Regions from separate parts of the Sus scrofa genome. Here regions 1 and 3 are each linked to region 2. The links are chromatin contacts, called in public Hi-C and HiChIP or PLAC-seq maps. All regions are on one chromosome and are shown on one strand. Each heading gives the region's core, a stretch centred on a gene start, on an enhancer-like site or on the middle of the called end of the contact. The rest is flanking DNA. Distances are from core to core; before and after follow the strand shown. Region 1 overlaps JARID2 (protein Jumonji). Region 2 overlaps JARID2 (protein Jumonji). Region 3 holds the start of JARID2 (protein Jumonji).

Region 1 (2,904 bases), core at 237-2,736, 160 kb before region 2:
GCGTCTTTACAAATGTTTTCAGATACTCATTCTGTATTGTAATCCTCAAAATGAAACTTCAGTGGAATCTGAAAGGTGGCTGGTGGAGGGAAAGGAAGGCTTGAAGTGAAGAATGCTCAAGCCTGATCGTCCCAGACTCTGCGCTCTGGGTGTATCTGGGCCACGAGCCAAGACTCCTGGTGCAAGAGGTTAGGGATACCTGTTTCTTTCTCCTGGACTGTCTGCTCCCCACTCTGCCCACCCCCCCACGTAAACATCATCATCTTAGTTCCACAGGAACTCCTCATACAAATGTGGGACTTGCAGAGCTTCCAGAAAAGCGCAGTCTCTTGTGCTTGTGATAAATCAGAGCTCTAATGATGTTATTAAAACGGGTTTTCTTTTGGCTCTGGTCAGCTAGAAAGCCTTTCTCGAGGTGGGGAGAAGGGGTCTGACTTGGAAATATCTGGAGCTGAAAAGTGGTGGGTTTTTCTCCTCTTTCCAAATTCTCCTCCCTGCTCCAATTAAATAACGCCCTTGCTCCCCCAACATTGACTAGGTCAAAATGAAACACATTTTCTACGCTAGAATTAGCCTTTTTCTTTTCCTTCTAACATGAGACTTGCTGAAGTTGTCATGTTATTTCCTTCCAGAATTTATAGGAGCAGGAGGCAAAGCCTCTTGGGAGTATAAATAATGATGATTATAAAGAACAGTCAGTTTACCAAGGAAGGCCATTATCTTTGACTTGCAAAAGCTTTACAGCAGAACATTGTTTGCTTACAGTGGTTTAATACAAATGAAGACCTTAATGGTACCTATTGTAAGAGGAGTCCTTTTCCTCTGTTTGTGTACACGGAGGGCATTGCAATTAAGAACAGAACACCTTAGCAGGCCTAAGTGCTTGTTTCTCCAGGCAGGCGTTATATGAGGCCCAGGGGAGGCCTGGGATGGTGGTTCATGGTGGTTTTTTCCCCCCACCGTCTATGGCACAGACTCCTTCCTGTTGAGTGGTTTTGAGAAGATTTCTAAGGCTGATAAGTGATACCAAGTGTACTTTTGGAGTCCCTCCTCCAACTGCTTCCCACCCAATTTACAAATCCAAAGATGGTTTTAAGACTAATTTAAGGGACTTGTCTTGAGTAGGCACTGACATTGGATAAATATATTTAAGTGGTAGGCTGTCATGTTCTTAATTAAAGCCCACAACATATCTGCAGGGGGATGGGAATCCTACCGTTGCAGTTTTTATTTTTTGGGAGATTTAAGTTACTTCTTATTCCACTTTGCAGTCTAGCTACAGTGTGTGTGTGTGTGTGTGTGTGTGTGTGTGTGTGTGTATGTGTGTATTCTTGGCATACGCTACTGTCCTTGGCTGCTGTATCTTTAGCAAAGTGTCAGCCCCTTTTAGCCTTTCTTTTTAAAAAACTCTCTTATATCCCCAGCTTATTCCAGTTCTTTTGGCAGTTCTTCAACTATGTTTCTCTTGGCGTTCCACTGGTGGTTCAAGGCGAAAGGCATGCTAGGCATCTCAGTCTTCCCTGAGTGATTTTGGATGCGAATGTGGTTTTTTTCCCCCGTAACAGTTCCGTGGTTTTTAGTATATTCGGAGTTGTGCAGCTTTCACCACGATCAATTTTAGAACCTTTTCATCACCCCGAAAAGAAACTCCATACCCATTGGCAGTCACTCCACGTCTCACCCCAGTTTTTCCAGTCTCTGGCAACCACTCATCTACTTTGTATCTCTGAATTTGCCTATTCTGGACGTGTTCATTAGAAGTCAGTTCCTTTTTATGGCCAAATAGTATTTCATCGGATGAAGATACCACATTTTGCTCACCCATCGGCTGATGGGCATTTGGGTTGTTGCCACCTTTTGGCTCTTGTGAATAGTGCTGCTGTGAGCATTTGTGTCCAGGTCTTGTGTGGGGCTGCTGCTGGCATTTCTCTTGGAACACCTCAGTTAGACAGTCTTGCACATCTAGATTATTGCTCTGCTTATTTACTGCTCTTTGACTTACCTGCTAAGCTTTTGGCCTGCATCCCTGAACCTTCTGAGTTCTGTTCAGTGCTGCCCAGGGCCCTCTCCGGCCTTGCCCTTGGGGGCAGGACACTCGTTTTCCCTGACTGCCGCCGTGCCTGGGTTGCCAACAGGGGGCTTATTTCCTCAACCTCATTGCAGGCTCTACACGCTGTTGGCACAGGCTCAGCGTGCTTTGGCATGAGAAGGTAGTAGGGCTTGGGGTGTCACCATGGGGTGATTGGCTTTTAGTGGGTGCTCAGATGTTTTGGATTGAGGGCTCTCAGGTACATCTGCACAGCCTCTACCTCTTAGAGTTTGGGAGAGTTGAGTGAGTTAAAAACCTGGCCTCAGAGCAGAGAAGGACCGGGGAACTGTTTTCCTGACTTACCGTTGGTTTTGACTGTCGTGGTTACCAGGGTAGACCTTGTTTGGCAGAAGACTGGGGAGTGGAACCACTGTATGCCCAGAAATCCTGCTTGATTTTCCTGCTCCTTCCAAGCCTGTGACCTAAATGAAAAATACCTGAGAGATCAAAAAAGGCCCTCAGAATAAACTCATTTAAGAAATGGGTGTTCTTTTCAGCAAGAGGGTACGTATGGTACCATGTTTTCTTTTGCCACTTCTGAGTCTTTTCCAGATTTGTGTTGCCCAGGTCAGGGTGAAATTATTGAGATCAGTCTGCTGTTTGAATTGGGCACTTTTTGCTCATTTTTGAGTGTTTATAGGAAGCATGAGGTGATAGAGGTGGCATGAGGGGGACCCTTCCCGTGACCTGAGGGTGCTGGAAGCGTTTGGAGGCATGGACAGTGCCGGTGCTGGTTTTCTGGGAGTGCCTTTCCTCAGGTTCCTGGTGGTAGGAGGCCAAAGACCAGAGTGTTAGCATTTGGGGATCTTAGTTAT
Region 2 (3,064 bases), core at 367-2,866:
TGGTGGATGTGTGTGTCCTGCAGACATTCTGTGAGTCTCTGCTTGTCATCTGCTGCCACCCGCAGACATGACGCTTTTCCACTGGGTGCTCGTCCCTGATGTCAGATGGAGGGGCTGTGGGTTCTCAGCCTGGGACTTCCACAAGGCTGAAGAGGACGCGCTGGGGGGACTTTTATACCCTCAGCCCCCCTTTTATGGAGGTGTCTGAGGTCCCGGGATGAGTGTAAATGTGGGGGACTGTTGCCCTGGAATCGGCCTCCATTCTCCTGGCCGGTCTGGTTTGATGCAGCAATGCCATTTGGAAGGAGGTTTCTGCTTCCTGGTCTGACCTCGTGCAACCTCGAATGTTGGTAGAAATTCAGTGTCGCTTTTGGGTATGCTAGGTATTGTCAGAAAAGAAAGTGATTTCTCGGAGTTCCTGTTGTGGTGCAGCAGAAATGAATCCGACTAGGAACCATCAGGTTTCGGGTTCAGTCCCTGACCTTGCTTAGTGGGTTAAGGATTCGGCGTTGCCATGAGCTGTGGTGTGGGTCGAAGATGTGGCTTGGATCCCATGTGGGTGTGGTGTGGGCCAGCAGCTGTAGCTCTGGTTTGACCCCTAGCCTGGGAAACTCCATGTGCCGCAGGTGCGGTCCTAAAAAGCCACAACAACAACAAAGAGAGAGAGAGAAAATGATTTCTATGCCATGGCTTCTTTTGCCTCCTTTGAATTGATACAATTTCCAGTGTTTTTATTTAAACTTCTGTCCCCTGTTGTGTCTGCTGGATCTGTCATGGCAGCCTCCAGTGACGGTGAGCCTGGGCTGAGTCTTGAGTCTGGATGCTGCCTGAGCACCTGTTTTCCATTGGGAGAACGTCCCATTACTCCAGGATCACAAAGCACAGACAGTAAAAAGGAGGATGATGGCTCTTCCTGTATTCGTTAGTGATTAGCAGATTCTTTAATTATGATCATGTGTCCTCATCTCTTGGCAGTTGTCATAAAGACCTAGACCTCTTTGATAAACATTCAGGAAGAGACCCTGTGTGGACGTGAGCATCTCTGCCATGGGACAGACTCTCACTCAGCACTGGGTTGGTGGTAGCCTCATTAACACCCATATGTTGCAAATGACACGTGATTATGTTCAGCCTGCTAAAGAAGTTTCTGTCGGAGTCCTCCATGATTCTGAGTGAAGGAAGCATGTTAGAACATAGTGCCTTGCTTTAATTTTGCCTTTTCTTACTTTTCTGAGTGGTACTAAATCACTTTTGAGGGAGGGATGTATTTCAGAAAACAGTCCAGTGGATTTTAGCCCTAGGTATATTGTCAGCATATAAAATGTTGAATTGTGAGTTGCTGTTTATTTTCCATAAGCAGGCAGGGAACTTGAGTTGTTCCTTATTAGCAAAGGGTATTGCTAATAAAATTGTTCATCTCCTACTTGATGTAAACCGTGGCTGGTTTCTTAGCTGGTGTCAGATTTTAGCGCACTCCTAAAAATTGGTTAATGCTTAGACTTGTCATAAATGTGTGAAAGTCAGAATTCCCCCTTTTCTTCAGGGCCATCCCCAGACTGGTGACTGAAGACTCTCTACTGCCATCTATTGGTGCTTGTTGGCTACTTCATGGGATTTCCAGTGGGTGGGGAAATTGTCCAGAATCCCTTTTCTATTTGCCAGCCTTTAAATATTACAGTCCTTCCTGTCCTAGAGGCAGAGGATGTGAGAAGCTGAAGGAAGCCTACTCCGTATCTTTCAGGGACTCATTGGCCTTCTGAGCACTGCCTTTGTGCTTTGGTCTGTCCTGTGATGATGAAGTTTCGAATCTTACCCATTGTGCAACTCCGTGGAGAATGTTTCTGGTGGCAAAGCCCTATAGGATCGACTCCTCAGACTGCTTCCGATTCTGCTGGATTTTTTTTTTTTTTTTTTTTTAAATGAATGAGCTGTGCAGCATTGCAGGATGAACTTCTTGTTTTAACTTTTGTTAAAGAACGAAGGAAAATGTGGTTCTTGTCTCCCGGAGTCATTCACTTGTCCCAGCTGTCGTCTCTGCCAGGATTTGAGGAGTTCTCTGGCAGTGTGCAGCCGGGTATTGAGTAACCTAAAATTGAGAAACTGCTAGGGGTTTTGTTGAAATAGTATTTTTAAAAACAAAATTGGCAGCCCCATCTGAAGAGAGAATAGAAAGACAGATCAGCATTTCAACTGGCTCTTTGGGGCTTTTACAACTGAATGTACTTTTGATAATTTGTTCACACCTTGTAACTACAATAGTGTATTAGGAATTTCTTTGGCCAGATCCCGGCTGGATTAAGATTTTAAACTTCCATGTGTTGGCCCTCTGACTTGTGTTACCTTTTTTTTTTTTTTGCTGTAAGATACAGTTTTTGCTCAAGACCGCCCTGAACCCAGCAGTCTTTGTGGAGAAGAGCATTTGCAACTCCTAGATCCTGCAAATGGTTTGGAGTTGGAGTCCTGAAAAGAAGATTATGCTGCCTTGAGGTGCCAAAACTGGTGGCTTTCCACTGGTGTAAGCTATAGCACATATGACACTTGTGACTGACAGAACAAAAGGGCTTTGTTGCCGCTTTAATTGTTGATTAATGATGATCCGTCTCAAATTTGACATGGTTGCTTTCTAGAACACAAAAGAAGTCAATGTCAAATACTTCCTTGATCATGACAGAGTCAGGGTTTCCAGGCAGCCTTGGTTCTTTGACATTTCAGGATGCTGCATCAGACTTTAAAACAAAACAAAACCAAACCCCACATAATGGCACCATTTTATTAGCGGGATCAGAAGTGGTTCTGCATTTTACTTCTCATACCAGGTGTGTGGGTTCACCTCTAAACCCTGTTTGTCTGGGGAAGATGCAGCATGTGTCTTGCAGATATTTTGTGCTTTTGCTCTTCTCCTTTCTCTCTGATGCCTGCTTTCTGAGGGAGTGCAGTATTTGTGAGCCATTGGAATGTCTTGCGGGGGTGGTGATGGTGTTGGGGTTGCAGTGCTCGCCTTCTCCTTGGCGTTTTGGTGATGAGTATATTTCTAAGTGGTTCGGTTAGCCTTCCTCAGGATATC
Region 3 (3,021 bases), core at 161-2,660, 180 kb before region 2:
AGCCCTGTTTACAGCTATCATGATTGATTCCAGAGTCTGCCTTTTCTACTCCGTGTTTCTTCACAAAGGACTTTGGCCTCTCTTGCTGTGTCCTCATGGATGAGGCCACTGCTGGCATATAAGTCCTGCGGAAGCCCTGTACCTAGAAATGTGTTCCCCCACCCTGAGACCTGAAGAGGTCAAGATAAGAGCTGGGAGGTGTTAAAATCATCAGCACAGAGAGTGAATCAGATTAATAGAAAATGAAAAAGAGGAGGAAAAAGACAGGAAAGGTAATACACGGTCTTGCCAAGATGGCAGGGAAAGGAAGCTCATCAGGAGACAGCTACTTCCACAACAGGAAAGGCTTTCAACTGCTAAAAGAGCCAATCTATTTCCCTTTTCAGGGAACACAACACTAATGTTATCCAAATCTTTTGGGAAGGAGCAATTCCTTCCTTTCCCTTTCAAGCTGAAACTGGGATGGTTTTTCAAATGTGGTGACCTGGAGTTGGTAGCCCAGCAGGGGAGTTGACAGGCCCAGGACCGGAGCAGTCCAGCCTTAGGGAGTGGCTGAGGGAACCTAGAAGAAACCCACCTTTGTTCTTTAATATTTTGCCTGGGGAAGGACAGATCCGACATTAAACCTCCTGAAAGCTGGTTAAAACCCTAAGAGTGTGGAGAAGTGGAGACTGCCAATATATGGGTCATAATGATCAGAAAGTCTTTTGAAACCACCTCCTTGTAACCTAACCATAAAGTCACTTGGGTGGCCAATAAGGAAAAGTGGAGTCTGTTCTATTGGTCCCCTCCTCAGCAAACAGCATCGGCCAAGTTTTGCCAAAGGAAGGCACAGAAGGTCATTTATTTTTCTGAATGTGAAATGAACCTATGACAAATTGTTTCAATTTAGAAAGCAGATTTTTTAAAAGGTAAAGTAATAATGAAACAATTTTAAAGCAGCATTTTATTTCATTTACCGAAAACTTTCAGTAAAATGGTTCTTAGCTGGGTTAACGTAATTATTATATAATCCACCCCACAATGCTTATTGATCGCTAATTTGCAGATGAGGAAACTGACCAGCTCAGAGAGGCCATCTAGCTTTCGGGAAGGGGCAGGGGTGATCTGAAACCCGGTCTCTCACCTCCAGTTTCTGAGACCTTCTTAGACACTGGGTTCTCTTTTCGAACATTGCTGTAGACAAAACCTCACAACTGTGATACTTTAGAGGTAAGGCGAATCCAAGGAATGAGAACTGAATGTTACGGGGAATGAATGTGAGGGCGCAGTCATCCCACTTTTCATTTCTTTAAAGGACTGCCTGGGAGAGGCTCATTTTAAACACTACTTCTGGAAAACCACGGTGAAAACGAGGAAATTGACAACGCAGAATGGCTAAGAGCGACTTGGCAAAGTTGTTCAGAAAGCAAAGGCCATAAGAGAGACACGAGGGCCTCCGGCTTCGTTTCCAGCAACGATGAGGTCGGCACCACAAGCCAGAGGCAGGTAGAAGGCAGGCTCTCGCCCGGCTGCCGCGGTTGATACTCCCGATGCTTCCTCGCGGTGAGCACGTCTGTGGGGCTCGGGGTCCGTACGCCACCGGTCTCCCCCTCGTTTTCCTCTCGCTCACAGGCGCAAAAGACGCCGGGACCAGCCGGGACCCAGCGCGATCTCCTCAAAGTCGGGGGGTCTTTCGTAGGAGCCGGCGACGAGGGGCTTCCCTTTTGGCCCCCCTGCCCGCACCCCCGACGTCGACCTCGCGCGCCGGGAGGTGGCCTTTCCGAGCGTGGGGGCGCGTGCGGCCGCGGGGCGCGTGCAGAGGTGACCTCAGGGTCCCCCGAGCCCGACCGCGGCACGCTCCGTGCGAAAACGCGAGGCGGTGTCCTGAGGTGACACCGGCTGCGCCGCCGAGGCAGCAGGCGCCGCCGATCAACTAGTTCGCACCGAGGATTCCTCTTGGTGCGTGGCCCAGTTTTCCTTAGGACGGGCTCCAACCCCTCGCTGCCACCGCCCCCCGCGCCGCCCCGCTCCGAGGCCTTCCCCGGAGACGCCGCGCGTCCCTCCCCCGCCGCTCGGCGCGGGCCGGCGCGCGCGCGCGCGCGCGATTCCTCGATTCCACAGGCGGTTCGCGCCGTGGGTGGGGGCGGGGCGTGCGGGGAGGGGGGCGGCCGCCGCGGGGGGAGGGGGGCCGTGGCCGGGAACCTGGGGGCGGGGGCGGGCCGGCGTGGGGAGTTCCTCGCTCGCGGACCACACGCTCCGCGGGCCAATCCCGAGCCAGCCTCTCGCAGTGTCACACGCGGGACACGTCCAAGCGTTTGTTGGCAGAGCCTGCGATGGGGAGGGGGAGGGGGCGGGGAGGAGGGAGGGGGGTTTGAGTGACAGGCTTGCGGGGCAGGCTGGGAATTGTAGTTCTCAGCTCCCGTGGCCATAGCCATTTTGTAGTCGGGAGACTACAACTTCCAGAAGATCGAGGGGACCATTCTAAGGTGCCCCGGGAATAGGCGGCTCTCCCCGGGGCCGGGCGTTCTGGGGCACTGGCACCCAGCAGCCCGGCTGCAGGTAGACAAGAGGGCAATGGCGGGGGTTAGCGTGCGGCGGCTGTGGGGTGAGCGGCAAGCTGGGGAAAGGGGGTGAGGTGGAGCGACCGAGCGTGCCATGCATTGAGCTAGGGAGCCTCTCTCAATTCCACTCCTAGGCTTGGCGTGGGAGCGATTCTTGAGGGGTAGCCTGGGCAAGGTTCGTCGAGGCCTCTTGGATGTCTGGTCGACCCAGCTGCAGGGGTCCTCGGAGCCCGGCCAGGGGCGGTCGGTGCCGGGGTAGGCGGGCGCCTGGTGGCCCAGCTGTGGGAGTTTTCGGCTGGCCTCCGGCAGGGAATTACCCGAGGAGCCCTAACTTGTATAAAAGCAGAGTCCATTTAAAGTTGGGCTGGATAGCTTCTCTCTCATTGGTTAGGGGGCTTGGAAAAAAGAGACTCGGCGAGCCCTCGCTGTGGTGCTGCCGCCGCCGCCGCCGCTGGAGTTGACTCTTCTGCTCGCACTG

Evidence for each region. A called contact is a pair of places that touch in the nucleus more often than the background predicts. HiChIP or PLAC-seq counts read pairs in DNA pulled down with a chosen protein or histone mark.
Region 1: a contact with region 2 is called in a Hi-C map of embryonic fibroblasts, with 1.9 times the contacts expected there. The contact joins two enhancer-like sites. A contact is called at or near these places in 12 of 47 Hi-C or Micro-C datasets (alveolar macrophages, embryonic fibroblasts, epiblast stem cells and 5 more) and 2 of 2 datasets of contacts at active chromatin or transcription factors (alveolar macrophages and skeletal muscle).
Region 3: an H3K27ac HiChIP or PLAC-seq map of alveolar macrophages shows a contact between it and region 2. The contact joins the promoter of JARID2 here to the enhancer-like site in region 2. A contact is called at or near these places in 2 of 5 promoter capture datasets (fetal liver and liver), 10 of 47 Hi-C or Micro-C datasets (alveolar macrophages, embryonic fibroblasts, fetal heart ventricle and 4 more) and 2 of 2 datasets of contacts at active chromatin or transcription factors (alveolar macrophages and skeletal muscle).

What each region holds. Positions count from the first base shown.
Region 1 is chr7:11,375,020-11,377,923 of Sscrofa11.1, forward strand. The region is part of intron 2 of JARID2 (protein Jumonji); the gene reads left to right. Among named protein-coding and RNA genes, the nearest start is that of JARID2, 18 kb to the left of the region's middle. Within about 2 kb of position 1,487, at least 12 of the 83 cell types and tissues checked have an H3K27ac peak or open chromatin away from gene starts, as enhancers often do. A contact at or near this core is called in embryonic fibroblasts, where this site is marked.
Region 2 is chr7:11,533,230-11,536,293 of Sscrofa11.1, forward strand. The region is part of intron 4 of JARID2 (protein Jumonji); the gene reads left to right. Among named protein-coding and RNA genes, the nearest start is that of JARID2, 180 kb to the left of the region's middle. Within about 2 kb of position 1,617, at least 17 of the 83 cell types and tissues checked have an H3K27ac peak or open chromatin away from gene starts, as enhancers often do. A contact at or near this core is called in alveolar macrophages, embryonic fibroblasts, fetal liver and 1 more, where this site is marked.
Region 3 is chr7:11,356,833-11,359,853 of Sscrofa11.1, forward strand. It overlaps JARID2 (protein Jumonji), which reads left to right and starts at 1,411. Exons shown (of 19, transcript XM_021100205.1): 1 at 1,411-1,545.